Linked DNA regions of Pan troglodytes: region 1 is linked to region 2. The links are chromatin contacts, called in public Hi-C maps. All regions are on one chromosome and are shown on one strand. Each heading gives the region's core, a stretch centred on a gene start, on an enhancer-like site or on the middle of the called end of the contact. The rest is flanking DNA. Distances are from core to core; before and after follow the strand shown. Region 1 has its middle 130 kb from the start of ID2. Region 2 overlaps LOC107972285 (a long non-coding RNA gene).

The links. A called contact is a pair of places that touch in the nucleus more often than the background predicts.
Region 1: a contact with region 2 is called in a Hi-C map of a lymphoblastoid cell line, with 6 times the contacts expected there. The contact joins two enhancer-like sites. A contact is called at or near these places in 3 of 7 Hi-C or Micro-C datasets (induced pluripotent stem cells and a lymphoblastoid cell line).

What each region holds. Positions count from the first base shown.
Region 1 is chr12:114,331,147-114,335,252 of NHGRI_mPanTro3-v2.0_pri, forward strand. No RefSeq gene overlaps it. Among named protein-coding and RNA genes, the nearest start is that of ID2, 130 kb to the left of the region's middle. Within about 2 kb of position 1,280, at least 9 of the 24 cell types and tissues checked have an H3K27ac peak or open chromatin away from gene starts, as enhancers often do. A contact at or near this core is called in a lymphoblastoid cell line, where this site is marked.
Region 2 is chr12:114,189,646-114,193,669 of NHGRI_mPanTro3-v2.0_pri, forward strand. It overlaps LOC107972285 (a long non-coding RNA gene), which reads left to right. Exons shown (of 6, transcript XR_008546173.2): 6 at 444-643. It overlaps ID2 (inhibitor of DNA binding 2), which reads right to left. Exons shown (of 5, transcript XM_003308873.7): 5 at 3,058-3,825. Among named protein-coding and RNA genes, the nearest start is that of ID2, 6.7 kb to the right of the region's middle. Within about 2 kb of position 1,581, at least 10 of the 24 cell types and tissues checked have an H3K27ac peak or open chromatin away from gene starts, as enhancers often do. A contact at or near this core is called in a lymphoblastoid cell line, where this site is marked.

The sequences.
Region 1 (4,106 bases), core at 30-2,529, 140 kb after region 2:
ATTTTTAATCCCCTCCCCAGGCCCCCGTGGAGCTGGTTGTTCGACATTTACCACCACACCGCACGCTTGTCCACACACAACACCAAGGTGGGCTCAGTGCAAACCCTCCACCTCTGACAAACCTTCTGCCTTGGGCGAGCCACTGAGGACCCGTGGCTCCCTTAGAGCTCCCTCACCCTGCCCTGCAGTTGGGAGAGTCTCCACCCCTCAAAGGCCACGGCGACCTGGGCTCCGATTTGCTGATCCCCGGCAGGGCGGGCGGCAGGAGGGCGGGAAGGTGGCCTGCCATGCCTGGGAGCCCTGGCTGCTGGGCTGGATGGAGTGAGACTCCCCACCTGCTGCCCCTGCCCCGGCTTCCCTCCTGTCACCCCCTTCCCTCCACATCAACACAGCAGCAGCAAGAGGCGACGCTCCAGACCCCGACTTTCAGAGCGATCACCCCTACATGTCAAAGTGCAGCATGGTTTAAAGGAAGATGAAGGGACGTATTAAAAAGGGAAGAAGGGGCCAAGGGCTCTCTCGGGCCTCAGGGACAACCCAGGCAGGGCTGTGGGCTTCCTTCACAGAGCACCTCCGGGTGCTGGGCTTTGCCCTAGAGAAGGTGGGGCTTTCCGTCCATTTTACAGATAAGGAAACTGAGGCACAGAAAGAGGAAGTGACCTGCCCCAGAACACACATCAGTGAGGGGCGGACTCTAGAGGCTCCAGGCCTTACTCTTGTGTTCCTGTAGGGCCCGGGGAGAGAGAGAGATTGACTCAGAACCAAAAGTTGTTTCCGCCCCCTGTTAGGGAGCCACATTTCCCGACTTCCAGGATGAAGAAAGGCTTTTCCTGGACTGACTGAGAGGCTGACAGGGTGGTGGATGGCTGGTGTTCTGGCATCTCGGTTTCCCAGCCGGCTCCCATGCGGCAACCGGGAGGGTTCTGTGGCTTCATTGTCATCTTCATCGTCGTGGCAGGGCCTGCTTGGGCCCGTGTCTGCCACCTGCCTGGTCTAGGCCAGGCACGACGTGGGTGCTGAGGCGTCTCCTCTCCGCCTCCTGGGCTCGGCCACTGTGGCTGGTGTCTGGGCCCCTTGTCCCAACCTCCAGCCTGCAGTGCCCACTCCCACGTGAAAGACTGGCTCGTACATTTCCCCATTCAGCTGATGGTGAGTGCTGCGCTATTTTAAGCCCACATGGAAGTACTTTTTTTTTTTTTTTTATAAGGACCATCTGCTACCGGCCCCAGCCCAGATGATACAGTTAGAGCCTACCCACAGCATCCTCCCCGCCTTCAGACAGTTCCAGGAACAGGGGTGAGTCACGCCCAGCTGAACTCCCGTCTAGCTCACCCGAGAGCTGGACCGGGCGCCAGCAGAGGGGGCTGCGCACGCTCCATGGAGCAGGTGCACTCTGCCACCTCCGAGAGATGGGAAGGGGACCCTCACCCTCTGTCCCAGCTGTGCCCTGCTCCCTGTGGGGGACCAAGGCCCGGGTCACAAGTTCAATAGCAGATGCTGCTTCTTGTCACAGCAGCTTGTCCCACAGCAGGCCACACAGAAGCCACCCTGTTCTGGCTGCCCCTGGAAGCACCTTGGGTCTGCCTTGGTGCAGAGAGGGTGGGTCCCCCTTGCTGGGCTGCTTGGGATGGTGTCCTGGGTGGACATGCAGCTTGGGCCACTGGGAAGATGTGATTAAACACTGACCACCCCATTTTCTTTCTGGGTGAAGCATCAGGGCCCAGGCAAGCCTCCTCCACTGTGCTCACTCCCCCTCTCTCCTCTGACCCCTTCTCTCCTCTTCCCATCTCAGCACCTAGCGGCACGCTGTGAGCAGAGGTCGTCGGGGCAGAGACCCCAGTTAGACTTTGAATCTGGGCTCTGCCCCTCACAGGTGGATAGGTGGTGGAACCCAGGGCCAGGCCTATTTAATCCTGAGCCTCCCTTTGCACATCCGTAAAATGGGGATAGTCTTAGCTGCCTCCTAGGGTATGTGAACAGAAGTGGGATGATGCATGGAAGGATCCAGCATGCCACCTGGCTGATACTTTCTCATCACTAGGGATTCTGAAGGGCCCGCCCTTGGCATTGGCTGAAACGTGGTGGGAGTATTGAAAACGCTGGACCTGTAACTCCGCAGAGAAGCGCCTCCCCACCTCAACACCAGCACTGTTCTCAATGTGTGGTGGCCTCTCCCTGCCTGAGAGCTGGTCATTTTGGCTTCAGGGAGCCAGGTGAGGCAATGCACGGCCAGCAGGTCATTTGTCCTCAACAGCGCAGGCTCTGCCGGCTGCGATTCCATCACCCCTGGACTAGCAGAACCACTGCCTTTGCAGGAGTCTCAAAGGCCTGGGCTTTTGGGGGTGCTTCTCCGCCACTCCTGACTGCTTCTTTCCCTTCGGGGGCCGTGGCTGGTGCCTGCTGCGGGGTCACTGCGTGACGTGAGCACCGCAGCATCTCAGGTGCACGATGGCCCTGAGGTGCCCGGGAGCAGGCAAGGGCCGAGTCTTAACAGCTCCACTTCCTGTCCCCGAGTCTATCTGCCGCTGCTCTGTAGAGTCCTACAGTTTCTCTGTGGTCAGTTTTCTTACCCATTTCCTGCCAGCTGCTACTGGTTTTTTAGTCAGCTCTGACAGCTACGGTAATTGGGAAAGGACGCAGGCTGCTGGGGCCGGGTGATTCACCAGCTCTGGCCAACAGGGACAAGGAGCACAGACGGAGGCACCCTGTCGGTCCCCCTGGGCCTGGTCCCCCAGGCCTCAATGAGTGAGACACAGAAAAGACCCAGGGGCACACTCATTGTGAACCGAAAGCTGATCTCTGTGCACGCGCGCGTGCATGCGACATAAGGGAATTTTTTTTTTTTGAATGTGCCAGAGCCAATATAAATGGTTTCATGTTTTGAGAAGTCAGAACATAACTCCAGGATGAGTGAGGCCCCTCTCCCGGGGAGCCCCATGTTTTCTCTGAGGTGTAACTGCGGTGAGTTGTCTGTGCCTCAGATTAGGATACTGGAGTCACATTTAACATTTTATTTCATGGCATTTCCAAAAACGAAGGGAAAACCCCCATTGCAGCAAATGACTCCTCCAAATAGAAAACTTTGTGTCTGTTTTGTAAATGCTGTGGAAGGGAGTTTTGGAGCTGCCTCACTGTCAGTCATCGCCCAGCCAGGTGCCTTTGGTTGCTGAGTGTTGCACTCAGGGGTGGGCTGCTGGCTGCCGAGCAGTGCCGCTCAGAGGCGGGGGCAGGACCAGCCACACGGCCTCACCTGTCTGGGCCCCTGGAGCCAGTGCCTCCGAGTTTTACCTGACTCTCCAGGTGGCCCTGTTGCCTACTCTAGTGTGAGAAGCACCTCTCTAGACTTTACTGGAAGCTAATATTAATTTTATTGATAGCCGTGGGTTATGGAGCATGAAAATGATCCTCCAATGCAGAATGAAATGACCCACTTCACACAGATTTACTGCCTTCCTCCCAGGCACCAGGCTCTGTGCTGGGCACAGCAAGGGACCACCTGGCCTCGGGAGCTAAGGGCTCTGTCTCCAGGGGTCCCAGTCTGGAGAAGGTGGATAAAGCAAACAAGGAGGCCTCCTAATAAGAAGTTCCCTAATCAGACATGGACTTTGCTGCCAGGAGCACCCAGGGGGGCCAGCCTGGGGCCCAGGGAGGTAAGCAGGAGGGGCTCACCGGAGTAGTAGGTGAGACACAAACAGTTTCATCCATGGGTAGGAAATAGATGAGGGGGAGGGAGAGAGTTAGGAGATGGTCATGGAGATTGCGGGTGCTAAGAATGGCCTTGGTGGGTTTGGGGTCATCCCTGCTCTGACACTGTACAGCATAGTCAGCTTGAACCAGTCCCTGACCTCCCTAAGGATCAGTTTTCTCATCCATGCAATGGGTTTAATGATAGTTCCTTTTGTGATTGTTGTGATACTTCAATGAGAGAATAATGCAAAGTGCTTAGTGCAGCCGTCACTAAGCTCAGTAAGGAGGGTGACTGCATCTGAGGGCAGTGGGAGCCCCTGAGGGGGTTTCAGCCGGTGAGTGACGGGAGCAGATTTTTTTTTCTTGAAAAATTCCTGGAAATGCTTTGATCATTTAGGCCAGCAGAGGCTCTTGGTTGA
Region 2 (4,024 bases), core at 331-2,830:
CAGCCTCCTGAGTAGCTGGGACTACAGGCGTGCACTACCACACCCAACTAACTTTTGTATTTTTAGCAGAGATGGGGTTTTGCCATGTTGCCCAGGCTGGTCTTGAACTCCAGGGCTCAAGCGATGCACCCACCTTGGCCTCCCAAAGTGCTGGGATTACAGGCGTGAGCCACTGCCCCTGGTCTTCAAAGTATCTTTATGATGAAATAGAAAAACATCCAACACCTTTTCTGGATCAGCATCCAGAAAGACACTCAAAGTCTGAAACCCCTTTTCCGGTAGCAAAATGCATCAAAAATTGGAAGGATGTATGGGGTGTCAAGCTGAAGGGGATTGGGATGGCTCTGCACCTGCCCTGCAGAGAGCCGCACAAATTATTAGCTGTGGATTTTAAAAGCTCTATAAAGCAGCTCCTTATTGACAAGAATATTATTTTCTATTAGAGTCTACATCTTCACCCTCTGCTTGAAAGTCCTTTTTATGTTCCTGAAAAAGCGCTGGACTGAGTTCGTCTGCCCACTGCCTGGTTGTGTGCCGTTGGCTACTCAATGCTCACCTCTGAAATAGACAGACAACACGTTAGCCGACCTTCAGGGATGCACCCATGGCTTTGAACGCTAAAATTAAATGTAAACTGACCTGTACATTTATTGCTTGAGGTTAGTATGATCTTGATTCAAAAACCAGTTACAGACAACACAAGAAAGTAAATCACAGTTCCATTTCATTTTCAAAAATAAAATATTGGCTAACAGAATCCACGGTGGATATAAAAAGTAATAATATATGATGTTCACGTAGGAGTTATTTCAGAAATGCATGGCTAGTTCAGTATCAGAAATATCAGTGTAATCCACCAGACAAAAATAATATCAGTAAATGCAGTCAAAAGTATTTTACCAATTGACTCACGAATTATGATTTAAAATTCTCAAAAAAAAAAAAAAAAAAAAAACCCTTCCAACAAGCCTAGCAATTGAAAGGCTCTTCCAAAAATTGAGAAACAGTATCTATTACAACAGAAGCCTACAGTCACATCCTACTAAATGGAAGAAATGTGATCGATTCTCATTAGGATTTGGAATAAGAAAAGGAGGCCGACTCCCACCTCCCACTGCTTTAACTAACACTGGCGTTCTTGCTTAATAGTTATTAAGCAGTTCAGAAAAATTAAAACAAAATTTAACAAAACGTCCAGGAAAGAGAAGGGAAAGCATTCTGGCTTTCATGTGACTTCACAATTCATTTATCCCCACAATCCAAGCATAGTCTCTTTGAGACTAGGATCCTGTCTGATCTTTTTAAAAATCTCTGGGACAGCACCTAGCATAGAGGTTGGCAGCAACTACTAATTTGCAAAAGGGGATCCTGTCTATGCTATGCAGTAGCAAAGATTACATGAGATCCACACGTGGAAACGGCTGTACACATGCTGGAGCAGCACTCATTTGGAAAGGCCGCACTCCCTGGCGTTTTCTCCCGGGACCTCCTCCACCCCACGGATTGCTCCTCGGGTTCCCAGTGCCCGGGCCCCAGGCCCACTAGGCCCCGCGCGAGAGCCGCCGTCCTCGTGTAGGCCAGCAGGTGGCGCCCGGGCTCCACGGCCGGAGTCGGGCAGCGCGGCTGGCGCCGCGGGAAGTCGCCTCCGAGAGGGGCCGCTGCGCCTCGGCTGCGGCTCCAGGGGTCCCGGGGCCAACGTCGCCAGCGGTGCCCGGCAGGGGCTCGAAAGGGCCCGGGCCGCCCCACAGTCCCGCCCGCACTGCTTCCGTCCGGGGACGCTCCCCAGGGCTGTCCGAGCGGACTACGCGCGGGTCCCCGTGGCTGGGGGGCGAGCGTGCGGCCGGCGTCTGCGCCTCTCCCGGAGGCGAGACGGGGGTCGGGTTGGGACCAGAGCGCGCTTCCCTCCCCGCCGCGCAGAGGTCGGCCGGGGCCGCGGCTGGCGACAGGTGGCGGGGACCTGGGGGCCAGGTCCGCGGGTAGCCTGCGACGGGGAAGACGCCCCTACGGCCCTCAGGGCTTCCTCCGGGTATGATGATCAACCACACGACCGCCCCGCGCTGGCCCCGGCAGAGCCCAGTCCCCGGCGCGGGTCCGCAGGGCGATCCGGGCGGCCGCGGCTCCACGGCCCCCGCCCTCCTCCAGCGCCAGCGCCCGCGGGGAGCGATCGGGGGTCAGGGCGGGGAGACGCGCGGACTCCTCGGTGGCGCCGCCCGAACACCTGTTCCGCCCCAGGTGAGCTGCTGCCCCGCCCGGATCCCTTCCTCCCCCGGTTCGCGTCCACCTGGGACCCGCCTTCTAGAGCCTCCCAGCCCACCTCGCGCCCCGGGACCGAAAACGCAGACCAGTCTTGAGCACGTGGCCACCCGCGGTCTTTGGCTTGGAAAGGCTTCTGCCCGCTGCCTCTTCCTTCCAGTCCAGGGCGGCCGTCAAGGCTGAGGGCGATTGAAAAGTCCGGGAAAATGCGCCCGGCCCAGCCCCGTCTCCGGAGGCCTGGAGGTGGGTGGTGTGGGGGGGGGGCTACAGGTGTGGACGCAGGCGAAGCCAAGGAGGCATCAGGAGCCCGGGGCCAGGTGACAGCTTAGTTCCCTGGGCAAACAGTAACCCTCGGGTGTTTCTGCCTTCCCTTAAACCTGAAATCATGTTCTGAATTCTGTACAGCCTCTTTTCTTCTCCTGATTAACTTTCATTTACTCCAGAGAAGCGTCTTAACGCCCACTCAGACAGGTAGTGCTTCCACACTCCCAGACTCAACTCATTCTTGGCTTTAAACTCAGCCCTGAGGCACAGAACCAAGCTTTCTCTTAAGGACTCAGAGGCACTTCTGTGCTCAAAGCCTCCCCAGTCCCTGTCAACTCAGCCCTCTGCCTTACCACACATCTGATAAGATTCTCTGTACACAAGTAAAGGCTTCAGGGGTGCTGCTGGTGGGGGGATGGAGAAGGGGATAAAGAAAACAATATGTGTGTGTGGGGGGGGGGGGGGGGGCCGAGAGGGGGAGACAGAGAGAAAAGAGCTAGTGAATGCCAGAGATCTTAAAAACCACTCGGAATTCAGGTATTGACTTCAGACATGTTTTATTATAATCTTATACAGTCTACATAAATTTGAACTTGTATTTATTTGGGTTCAGTTATAACATAGCATAATAAAAATCAAAGCACTGGTCCTCTGAAATAAAGCAGGCAATCACCATTCAATAAACACACTTGATTTATTTTGTATAAAAGGGTTAATTTACAACTAAACTTTTATAAAAAGTTTAGCATGAATAAGTACATCATTACACTTTTGAATGCAGAAATAGACATCTCTGCCACTATACAAGAAAACTCTAATTAAAGAGTTCACAAGGTTTCACTCAAATAGATATATTTATATATAAATATATACACAGCATTCAGTAGGCTTGTGTCAAAAAGGTAATTTCTGACCAAAAGACTTCATTTAAGTGACTGAATACTGGATCCTTCTGGTATTCACGCTCCACCTTTGAAAAAAGGCAAAGTCTGCTTAGATTGGGCAATTCCTTGTGATTTTAACGTTTTCGCTCCCCATGGTGGGAATAGTATATAAAGAAAACCTTCCAACTGCAGAAAGGGCATTTAAAAGTCTTTTTCATAAATAACGAATATCACAGTCCAAGTAAGAGAACACCCTGGGAAGATGATCATTCTTAGTTTTCCTTCCATTTTTTTTTTCTTTTTAAAAAGGTCCATTCAACTTGTCCTCCTTGTGAAATGGTTGAAAAATAAGTTCAGCACTTAAAAGATTCCGTGAATTTGTTGTTGTTGTTGTTGTGCAAAGAATAAAAGAAATCATGAACACCTGCAGAAGAGTGGGGGAGAAAGGCATGTTTAAGAGAATGTAACCTAAGGGCAGAGGCGGGCGACTGGCGCCGGGAGGAAGCCACAGTTTGAACATTTAACCAAACACTCAAAGATTGGGCAAACCCTGGCGTCCAGATGCAACACACACACTCGCCTCGACAGCGCAAATTAAACATTAAAATAGCTGAGACTCAAGG